2 separate regions of the Triticum aestivum genome follow, and region 2 is linked to region 1. The links are chromatin contacts, called in public Hi-C maps. All regions are on one chromosome and are shown on one strand. The core of a region is the stretch at or near the end of the contact, and the rest is flanking DNA. Distances in the headings are between cores, read along the strand shown. Region 1 holds the start of LOC123062076 (28 kDa heat- and acid-stable phosphoprotein). Region 2 holds the start of LOC123062078 (ATP synthase subunit epsilon, mitochondrial).

Region 1 (5,932 bases), core at 1,672-4,171:
AGCTTTCTCCTCTTCGCGTTTCTTTGCAGCATCTGCTCTTTGCTGCCTTATTAAAGCAAGACGTTCTGCATTTGCAAGACAATAGTTATGGCAATCTGCAACTTCCACGAATGCTTCAATATTGAATGTATGCAGGGCTTTAAAAAGTTGATGATTATATATGATTGGGCAGTAGCTGTGAGTTCACTGCTGCTGATATCAATACTCTATTCACTCAGTTCATTCACAAAACGCTACTCTCCTTATTGTGGTGTATGTTTCTGTGTGAGTCCAATCTTGTAGCAGTCCATGTGAAGAGTACATATATAACCATGGCCAAGAGACACCAAGAGAAGATAAGAGGTAAGCACAACATGGAAAAAATCTCACCCAAATCTTTCTTCGCCTGTTCTGTTTTGCCTTGCTCCTGAAGCTTCATATAGCGCTCATGAGATTTTTGTTTCTCGATCTCCTCTCTAAAAATAAACATGATAGCAGTGTGTCAGCAGAGTTGATGAAACGATTTTTTATAACAATGCAATGGGGCAGATCACAATGGTACGAACTTCGACATAATAGGTGTTGTGTTCTTTCCACTCACACACACACTCTCTCCCTTACAGTTTTACACGGAACTGTTTACCATGAAGACCATCTCTACATAAAGGTGAGTACCAACATAGTGACTAGAGACTAGAACGAATCTGAGATGTGCTACCTACAGACTCATGAGAACCTGCAAACCAGTGGGAATGACGTAATATAGAAGGTAATATGCTGACCACTAATATGTACCACCACATAGGTTTTGTTTATCTACTGATTCATTATATTAGTTTTTTTTTTTGCATGCCCACTTGCCCAGAGGCTACAAGTTCATGTTCCTCCATTTCTCAAGGTAGACACAGAAGCAGTGCACGAGCATTTGCAGCGAGATATGGTACACAAACAGAGTGTAAGACAGAAAACATGGAATAACCATCGCATTTCACAAATAGGAAAATAGCACAAGCTGATATAAGACAAGTACCTCTCACGCCTCGAGAGTTCAGTTGTCTTTCCAAGCTGAAACGTGCAAGCTTAGTTAGTTGGAGATATGTATGGCAATATTTTGTATCAACATGGAAAGAAGATTTTAAAGCTCATAAAGAGTTCCACTTCACTTTTCATGATTGAAAATAGCTGGGCAACGCCATTTGTATGACAACATAGAAAAGGCAATGGAGGAAAAGACGAGGAAACTTAATACTATCACCAGTGTGGCATGCTATTTTATGATATTTAGCCACCAGTAGTAAAGTCATAGATGCTTCTGGTTGTAACACACTTACATCAGCTTCTTTGGCTTTTATATTCTTTGCTTTCACCAGGTTTGGATTTTCGATTTGAATAACACCTTCAGTTCCTTTATGTTTCTGGAATATTATAAACTGAATCAGATTGGTAAACAATGAATCATGCACATGAACATGTACTTCCAAATGGATAAGTGCATAAAACCTTCTCTTCACCGTCGTCTTCGGATTCTTCGTCTTCAGATTCTTCCACTTCTTCCTCTTCCTCTTCTGCTTCAGCTACATTCTATATTAAAAAATATAAATCGATGATCAGAAAGGAGTATATCATGATCACATTTGCATTAAACGTAAACACTTCATCTATATGCACTCAAAAACTCTTGGTATTTTTCCCAAATGATTATGAAATCGGCTGTAACAATTGGAAAAAAAAACTACACAATCAGATTAGCAAATATAGGACCTCAGTGGCTATATGTTAGAATCAGAAGTTTATAATACAAGCACAACAAAGGCATAGGTAACCTAATATTATGTTGATGAAATTAATTCAATTCCGGAAGGTGCAAACCTTCTTAAACGACCGTGGACGCCCTGAAGTTCCAGAAGCTGCATTTAAAATATCAAATATAAGTCAAAGCTACACACGAAAGAATAGCAAAAGTAAAATTGCCAAATACAAATGACTCAATAGTCACTGAGGTGCAAACAAATATATACGAAGGCACCCAAAAAATGTTTTGTAGAGGTACGCAAACAAATTCAAATGTAGCATCTCTCTTGTATAATGCCTCGAAAACGCGTATTCGTCTGAGACTAGATAAATACATGGTGCTATTGATATCTCACTGCGTTTAAACTTCACAAATAAACTTTTTCTGTGAAGCTCTGATAAGAGTGAAAATGAATGGAAACTCCATTAACAAATCAAGGGAAGAAGCAAATGAAGTTGTCCAGTACTCCAGTCATGTGATGGAGAAAGCATCTAAACCTTAGGGAGGAAATACGCAAAATGTGTAGTCTATGAGCATCCAGAGGCTTGCCCACTGGAGGCCTCCGCCAGTGATCCAGACCAAACAAAAACGTTAACACTAAAGACGCACGGGATAGATCAACGAAGAACCCATCGTCGACAACCCATAGCATCATTGTAAGCAAATCGTTTTATGTTAAGCCATGCCTCCTAGTAAAACCAAGCATGTTGACGTCACCATGAGCTACCCTTATCCTACCGGAACACCGCAACCAAGCGAAAGAAGAAGAAGAAAAGCCTCCTCGCCGCAACATCAGATCAAGCAGTCGCCTGGACAACGGCGGCAGACAAAGCCCACTAGCTGGCACTGAATTTGACTACGACGGGACCGAACGGAATCGAGGAGGGGTGAGGGCTCAGGTCGTTACCGATCTCCTCCGGGGTGGAGAAGTTGCGGCGGCCGGTTGGCTTGCCCTTGAACTTGCCCCTGCCCATGGCGGCGGCGGCGGCGGCGGCGGCGGACGAGGAGAGAGGGGACGAGGCGTGTGGAGGAGAGAGGGGACGGGAAGCGGGGGTCGCCTAGTCTGTACGCTGGATGGGAATCGGGAAACCCTACTGTCACGGCCGCCTTTTTACAGTGGTGGGCTGGGATGGGAATGAGATTCAGTGCAGAAATGGTCAATTGGGGAATTCGGGGGTTGGGGCTTTTGGGGTGGGACCCGGGTGCGACCGCTCTACGGGAGGAAAAAAAGGTTTGTGAAATGAAATAATGAAATAAATACTTAAAAAGTCGGAAATGTTAGGCTGGTTGTAATGGCGAGTATCATATACTGATAATAGTGTATGATACTACCTCCCTAATGCATAGTACTATCATATATTAGTATCATATATTAGTATCATGTATTACTTTATTTATTGTCATGCATGACACAAAGTAGTATAACATTTATTATGATATGGTATCATGATATGATACTCCACCCTCTCTTTTTTCATTTAATGACATGACACCTCATCAAAATTGCCTAGTTGACATGCATGATACTAACTATGATACTACCACTATGACCAGCCTTAAAAGTTCGATGGCGGATTTTTAGGCATGCCGGATTGAACGTTTTCCATGACAGTTTATATTGACGTGAGGGTGACCAATTTAGTTTGCAAGTACAATTATTTCCTAGAAGATAAATTTCGAAAACAAAGTCTTTCTCTTGTTTTGGTCTTTGCGGGCTATTTGGGTGACCAGAAAGAGCCTTGCCATGACATTTTCTCTTATCCTTGTTCGACACTACATATCAAATTGTCTACGGATGGAACAACAATGCAACATGCCTCACTGAATCTCGCATCGTAATAGGGATGGCACCATGAAATGACGTACGTGCAATAGTTCGACGGACGCAGCTCCTCTGACGTGTCGTTGGCCCACTGACATGTGGACCCGGGCCCACATGTCAGTGGCCCAACGGCAGGGCACCGTACGTCAGAGGATCCCTCTCCTAGTTCGACGTGAGCAATGACTTTCAAGGGTGGCGGTGTCTCGGTCTAGGGCCTCTTACCATGTCAGATTCCTAGTCTGGTGGGCCAGGCTGAGGTTCCATAGGTCGGTTACATCTTGGGCCATATTAGGCGACCCATGGAGGATTATACGAAGACTCCAGAAGAGTTGATATATAAGCCAGAGATACCGAGGTCGTGGAGGACTCTACCTCCACCGACATAGCCAACTAGGAACAATAACCATAGAACCGCCGCTATGCTATATAAGTTGGGGGTCGGGCTCGTCGATAGACACATTACAATCCCTTGGTATTCACCTATACTTTGTACACACCCCAATCGCAATATACACGGGTAGGAGTAGGTATAATCTCCATCGTGAGAGCCTGAACCTGGTTAAAACCTTACTTCCTGTTACCATCCAACCCAAATCACCTGGCTAAGATACCCTACCAAGGGATCTGCTGGATCTAGCTCCGACCATAGGCTGGCATTCGTTGGGTTCAAAGCCTCTGTAAAAAAACGTTTTTGTTTTTCACATGCCGAAGGGGAGTGCGACCCAGGGTACAAGCTATATTGGTCGACATTCGCTCTGGGAGTCTCGAACGCATGCAAAGCGCGAAGTACGAGTGCTGGTAAGACCACACGTTCTCATACTGTGTGTTGTCTTTCGTGCTAACACAACGATTTGGTGCAGATTTGATCGATTTCGTTTAGTTTGTTTCTTAATCTTTTTCAACCATCCTTATCTCGTGAAATCCTACGGCCTAACCCTCTTATATACCGCTCCAAGGCCTTCCTTCTCACACATAACAAAACAAAATCTCTCTGACCCTTTGTCAAGTTTGTGTGCAGAGAAGCCATGGTGCGTTCATGGGACGATTAGTAAACTTCTTCTCGGGAAGAGGAGAACCATGAGCTTGAAGGCCACAATCCACCACTTGGGATGAAGAGAGAGAGAGAGAGAGACCATGTATAGGATCGAAAGTATGCCTAGAGGGGGGTGATTAGACTACTTGACCAAATAAAAATCTAGCCTTTTCCTAATTTTAATTCTTGGCAGATTTTAGCAACTTATCACAAGTCAAGCAATCAACCTACACATGCAATTCTAAGAGTATAGCAGCGGAAAGTAAAACAATTGCATATGAAGGTAAAGGGAGGAGTTTGGAGGGAGCAAACGCAATGTAGACACGGAGATTTTTGGCGTGGTTCCGATAGGTGGTGCTATCGTACATCCACGTTGACGGAGACTTCAACCCACGAAGGGTAACGGTTGCGCGAGTCCACGGAGGGCTCCACCCACAAAGGGTCCACGAAGAAGCAACCTTGTCTATCCTACCATGGTCGTCGCCCACGAAGGACTTGCCTCACTAGGGTAGATCTTCACGAAGTAGGCGATCTCCTTGCCCTTACAAACTCCTTGGTTCAACTCCACAATCTTGACGGAGGCTTCCAAGTGACACCTAACCAATCTAGGAGACACCACTCTCCAAGAGGTAACAAATGGTGTGTTGATGATGAACTCCTTGCTCTTGTGATTCAAATGATAGTCTTCCCAACACTCAACTCTCTCTCTCTCTCTCATAGGATATGATTTGGTGGAAAGATAATTTGAGTGGAAAGCAACTTGGGGAAGGCTAAAGATCAAGATTTATGTGGTTGGAATGGAATATCTTTGTTGGAAATATGCCCTAGAGGCAATAATAAAATGGTTATTATTATATTTCCTTGTTCATGATAATTGTCTATTGTTCATGCTATAATTGTGTTATCCGGAAATCGTAATACATGTGTGAATTACATAGACCACAACACATCCCTAGTGAGCCTCTAGTTGACTAGCTCGTTGATCAAAAGATAGTCATGGTTTCCTGACTATGGACATTAGATGTCATTGATAACAGGATCACATCATTAGGAGAATGATGTGATGGACAAGACCCAATCCTAAGCATAGCTCAAAGATCGTGTACTTCGTTTGCTAGAGCTTTTCTGAATGTCAAGTATCATTTCCTTAGACCATGAGATTGTGCAACTCCCGGATACTATAGGAGTGCTTTGGGTGTGCCAAACGTCACAACGTAACTGGGTGACTATAAAGGTGCACTACGGGTATCTCCGAAAGTGTCTGTTGGGTTGGCACGAATCGAGACTGGGATTTGTCACTCCGTAT
Region 2 (5,932 bases), core at 2,489-4,988, 330 kb after region 1:
ATATTATATATATATATATATATAATTAGGATTCGGTGAAACATGTTTTTTAAATCTACATTTTTTAACATCACTACAGACGCAAGCGCTCATACATACGCGCATACACTCACCCCTATGAATGCACACATGTACACCCTACCCCTATGAGCACCTTCGAGAGACTGAGCCGATATGTCATCTTGAAATTTACGAAGTCACCGTAGGCGTATCTCTTCTCTCTCAAAAAAGTCACCGTAGGCGCCTCATCGTCGACGGGAACGTCTCATTTCACTGAAAGCGCATCACCGAAAATTCTGAAATAAATCCAGGAATAGTGTGAGCACCAGGACTTGAATTATTGTCCCTCTAACCATCTACGTTTTCTGGTTAAACACCATTAGTGCAAAAGATATGTATTTAAAGTGTAACGGAGAAATAGATCTACAAAATTCTGTAGCAGACAAAACACCCACCATAAGTACAATGCTAAGCGTAGCTCACCAGAATCTTCCAGTCTCGTCCAAATTTTTCATAACAGTCAAAAACAATAAATAACCCTTTTTGAAATACACGGTAGAATCATGTAGAGTATTATTTTCTCTCGAAAGATTTGTCTATTTTCATGCAGATGCAGAGCAGAAAGTGCTCGCCTTTCAGTCTCGTCCAAAAATTTCGCCTGGCTTACTAAAAATAAGCATCCAAGTCACCTAATAGCCCATCGTAAGCCATCGTAATTTAAACTGAACAAAATAATTAAATTAGTCTTGCTTTAGTGAGCCACATCTCTATTGTCAAAACTTAAGCTAATCAAAATAATTAATGTGTCCCTCCTAATTGATATATATACAAAATTATAATCTATAGGTACCATGCAAACAAGAAGTATTACAAAAGCATACATGTTAATAGGTGTGAACACATTTAATTTGAGTTTTCAAATTTTTTAAAAGTCATAATTTTTAAACCACGTGTCAAAATTAAGATCCGTTTTTACCGTTGGAACCCTCGCAACGTGCTTTTCGAAACTAGATCCCACAAGAATACGTTTCGATGATTTTTTGTGTGCAGCTTAGTCTTCGTTTGGTGCAACTGTTTAGTCGTTGGTGTGCAACTAGTTGACAGTCGATGTGCAACTTTTTTCTCTAACCATGGACATGCAGTTTTCACTTATGGCATCACCTCACACAACAATTCATGTATGACTATGCAAACGAGATTGTGCAACTTTGTGGCCATGCATGTGCGACTATGCTGACAAGAGTGTGCAACTCCATGGCCGGGCGTGAGCACCTCCCGTGGCAATTTATGTACGACTATGCAGACGAGATTGTGCAACTCTATGGTCGTGCATGTGCGACTATGCCGATGAGAATGTGCAACTCCACTGTCGGGCATGATCACCTCCCACAACATTTCATGTGCGACTATGCGGACGAGATTGTGCAACTCTGTGGCCATGCATATGCGACTGTGCTGACAAAAGTGTGCAACTCCACGGCTATGCATGAGCACCTCCCACGACAATTCATGTGCGACTATGCGGATGAGATTGTGCAACTCTGTGTCCATGCATGTGTGACTGTGCCAACGAGAGTGTGCAACCCCGCGGCCGTGCGCGAGCACCTCCCACGACAATTTATGTGCGACTATGCGCACGAGATTGTGCAACTGTGGCCATGCGTGTGCGACTATACCGATGATAGTGTGCAACTCCGCGGCCGGGCGTGAGCACCTCCCACGATAATTCATGTGCGACTATGCAGATGAGATCGTGCAACTCTGTGGCCATGCATGTGCGACTGTGCCGAGAAAAGTGTGCAACTCCCTGACCATGCGTGAGCACCTCCCACGACAATTCATGTGCGACTATGCGGACGAGATTGTGCAACTCCGTGTCCACGTGTGTGCGACTATGCGGGCGAGAGTGTGCAATTCCACCTCCGGGCGTGAGAACCTCCCACAATAATTTATGTGTGACTATGTGGACTAGATTGTGCAACTCTGTTGCTGTGCATGTGCGACTGCGCCGACGAAAGTGTGCAACTTCACGGCAGGGCGTGAGAACTCCCACGACAATTCATATGCGACTATGCGAACCACATTGTACAACTGTGTGACCATGCATGTGCTAACTAGGACTACTATATGTACAACCACAACTACTGTGGATGCCAACAAAAAATAGTAAACAATAGATCAATTTACAAACAGGCATTTAGTCAACTTAGCATCGTCTTGTTGTCCAACTGTGAATTTGCTTTCGCCAATACCACCGAGATACACAAATACAAGAGTTGGTTGATCGAAACGTGCACATAAGAAGCTAGCTACGATGGAAAGTAGCTGGATTGATAGGATCCACCGGCTGCAATACAAGTGCACGTAAGAATTGAAGATTACACATATCTCTCATCCCTTCCTGAGGCGCCGACCATCTGGTTTTGGCTTGCTGCCATGAATGGTTACAGTGGCTTCAGCTTGTAGCTGAAGAAGGCCGCAACCTATAGATGGGTCGCATGGCAGCGCAAGTGTGCAGGCAAAGACGAGGAGCCGGCCAGCAGCATAGGGAACCGGGGGAGTAGGCCCTGCCAGGCGCAGCACGCATCTCCAGGAGGACATGGACGGCCGGATGCATGATAAGCGCGACGCGTCTCACCGGGAAGTGGCTGGAGGACGGTCGAGTGGATAAGGTAAGCGACATTTCCAGCTGCATAAACTTCGCCGACCAGGTAACACCTGGCACGGCCGCACCGCACGCATCGGGCGATCATTATGGCCGCTCAGGGCTAAATTTCATGTTTTGACCATTTTTCCAAACCTATTTGAGATTTAATCCTAGTTTGGAAAAATTTCGAGATCTGACCCTTTTGCTACCGGTAGGGACTATGACGATAGGGTATAACAGCCTATCGCTAAGGACCTTGACGGTAGGGTTGCATGCCTTACCGCCAAAACCAGCCTAAATATTAAACACAGTGCGTGCTCGTACCTACCGTCAAAAACTTTGATGGTAGGGTTGTGGGCGGTAGCAAAAAGATTAGATCTCGATTTTTTTTAACTCAGGGTCAAATCTGAAATAGGTTTCGGAAAAGGATCAAAACACGAAATTTTGCCGCCGCTCGGTTCGCCCAAATCACATGCACGATGAAGTATTTGGGATAATTATATTAGCTTTGGTTAGGGTGCGCCACTGGACAATAGTGCAACATCCAAAGAACACGTGAGGGATGGACCCCCTCCCTAAAAACAAATTTAATATCGTTGTAAGCACATGACTCATATATCATATACTTCCTGCGCTTTTAGCTGGTCAAAGTCAAGCTTTATAAACTTTGACTAAATTTATAGACAAAAATATGAACATACACAATACACAATTCAATACCATTAATTCATTATTGAATGTGCTTTAAAAACGGAGTGGGTACAAAACTGATAAAAACAAATACTAGTACATGAAAAGGCCGAGAAAAATACTCCCTCCATTCCAAATTAATTAACCTTCGTTCCAAATTAATTAACCTCCACCTCCATTTGTCTAGACACAGATATTTATATCTACTTTCTCCGTCACAGTCTAAAAGACACAATTAAATTTATATGCACTTCCACAATAGATAAGGTTTGGTCCAATGAACCGTGACGAAGAAAGTAGTCAAAAATGAAAGTCAAGAAACTTGGAACGAAGGAAGCATGAATTGGAATGGAGCCCTGCCCCTCGCTTTATAGTTTATACCCGTCCGACCCTGCCCCGCCGAGCTCCGCGAGCGATGTGGGACTAATCGAACTGGGAGGTTTCGCGTCTGCGCCTCGTTCCCGACCGTTTGGGCAGAAGCAAAGAAGCCCAGCGAGAAGATAAAAGGCCTCAAGGCCCATTTCCCCATCTCTATCATCGGCGGCGGCGGCTCGAGCAGAGGAAAGGAAGCTTTCTACCCTAGCAGAGAAAAAAAAGCAGAGGAGAGGAAGCGGAGGCGACGATGTCGGCGATGACGGCGGCGGTGCCCTTCTGGCGCGCGGCGGGGATGACCTACATCGGCTACTCCAACGTCTGCGCGGCGCTGGTGCGGAGCTGCCTCAAGGAGCCCTTCAAGACCGAGGTCTCCTCCCGCGAGAAGGTCCACTTCTCCCTCTCCAAGTGGGCCGACGAGAAGCAGCAGAAGCCCAGTAAGTTCCTCGATCCGATCAAGTCCCTGTCCCGCGTCCTCGATCCGGTTTGATTTGCCTGGCTACGGAATGAATCCTAGGGTTCGTGGATCTGGCTTGGTACTGTTGGATGTAGATCTTGGTCTAGGTCTAGCGGTTTACATGTCTAGGTTGATCTGCTGGATTGAATACGATCTGATCAGCGCTGATGTTTGGTTGGGCCGCGCGTCTTCGCGTGATTCTGTTGCACACCTGCGTAGAAATCTGTGCGTCGTTGACGATGGCACAGATCTAGTGTGCGTCCTTTTTTTGCCTGTTGGTAGAAATGTGTTGTGAGGAGGGGAAAAAACTGACCTACGCAAAAGGATGATCTTAAAGTTAGCTGTCAGTGTAATATACAAGATTGTTGTGTCATCTGCTAAGGACTCTGGTATCAGCTCACTTGAGATGTATTGGGAATTTTAACTCATCCTATAGCCTGGAGCTGCTAGAATCGTAAGATTATGTTTTACAGTTTAGTACTTAGTATTACTTATTTGCTGGAAAATAGAGATGATTAACCATGAATGCATGAAGTAATACATAACGAGGATCCTACCCTGAGTGTGACCTTGCATAGGCTGGATTGGGCGGACATGATGGTCCTTATCGTCTCTGTTCTATGCAAAATTTTACCAGATAAAAAATATATCTATATTCCTTTAAAACCAGGAGAAACTGTGGCTCTGTTTGAAGATTAACTGTAGGAGCCCCACCTGAACTTCTATGCAGTCATGGTTATCGATTAATCTCTGCAAGCTTTTCGCAATAGATTTCTTTCCCCTGATGCAAGGAAAATATCATGAGCTTAATCTGTGGCACCACGTGGCTGCTGCGTGCACTAGAGCATTCGTGAACTCATGCTGACGATAAAGAAACCTCATGTGGCAAAGGCATGTGCAAGTCTACTAATAGAGGGGCTGGTGTGGTAATAATTAGCACCCGTAGTTTTCACTTTTCAGAGTCAATGCATCAGTACCTCATAGTTCTGCAAATGGCTCAAGATTTGTCATTACTCTATTTGTTGATACAGAGCTGGTAGCAAAGCAGAGGGAGTTTATTCGGCTGCATGCATGATTGCATGTGAACACTAAGTAGTGATCTATAGCAATACTGATTTCGTGTTTCACATAACTATCTATATTTCTATTGCAATTCGTGGATATTCTTCCAGGAACTGCAAAAGTAGATGTAGTTTGGTCTTGGAATGCTTAGTCCTTGTACAATGGGAGGTGCTTAGGGAGATGCTTAGTAAAATAAACCGAGTTCTTCTTAAGCACCGGTGCTTATTTCTACAGGACAGACGCTTAATTAAGCGTTTATCCTCTACAAATAAGCACCGGTGCTTAGAGAAAAACTGGTTTATTTCTCTAAGCATCTACCCCAAGCATCTTGCATTGTACAGGGCCTTAAGTGACTGTTATGGTTGCTCTCTGAGTGATTTGCATGAAGTGTTGCATCCAACATCTACGCCTTTCTGAATAATTTGCTTATCCAGCTTCTGTGATGATTTTGTACTTTGCATATTTAATGTATTGCTTTCTTCATGGTGGTTGGTGGGTATTGAACCAAGTAGAACCAAATGAGGCTCTATTTGCATGAAGTGTTGCATCCAATATCTACGCCTTTCTGAATAATTTGCTTATCCAGCTTCTGTGATGATTTTGTACTTGCATATTTAATGTATTGCTTTCTTCATGGTGGTTGGTGGGTATTGAACCAAGTAGAACCAAATGAGGCTCTTTCTTGCTTTGATTCTACTTCATGA

The links. A called contact is a pair of places that touch in the nucleus more often than the background predicts.
Region 2: a contact with region 1 is called in a Hi-C map of leaf, with 4 times the contacts expected there. The contact joins the promoter of LOC123062078 here to the promoter of LOC123062076 in region 1. A contact is called at or near these places in 2 of 5 Hi-C or Micro-C datasets (both in leaf).

Annotation. Positions count from the first base shown.
Region 1 is chr3A:533,036,118-533,042,049 of IWGSC CS RefSeq v2.1, forward strand. It overlaps LOC123062076 (28 kDa heat- and acid-stable phosphoprotein), which reads right to left and starts at 2,922. Exons shown (of 8, transcript XM_044485411.1): 1 at 2,679-2,922; 2 at 1,849-1,886; 3 at 1,480-1,560; 4 at 1,311-1,394; 5 at 1,010-1,044; 6 at 370-455; 7 at 1-65. The coding sequence starts at 2,745.
Region 2 is chr3A:533,363,671-533,369,602 of IWGSC CS RefSeq v2.1, forward strand. LOC123062078 (ATP synthase subunit epsilon, mitochondrial) reads left to right here and starts at 3,739. Exons shown (of 2, transcript XM_044485414.1): 1 at 3,739-4,146. The coding sequence starts at 3,960.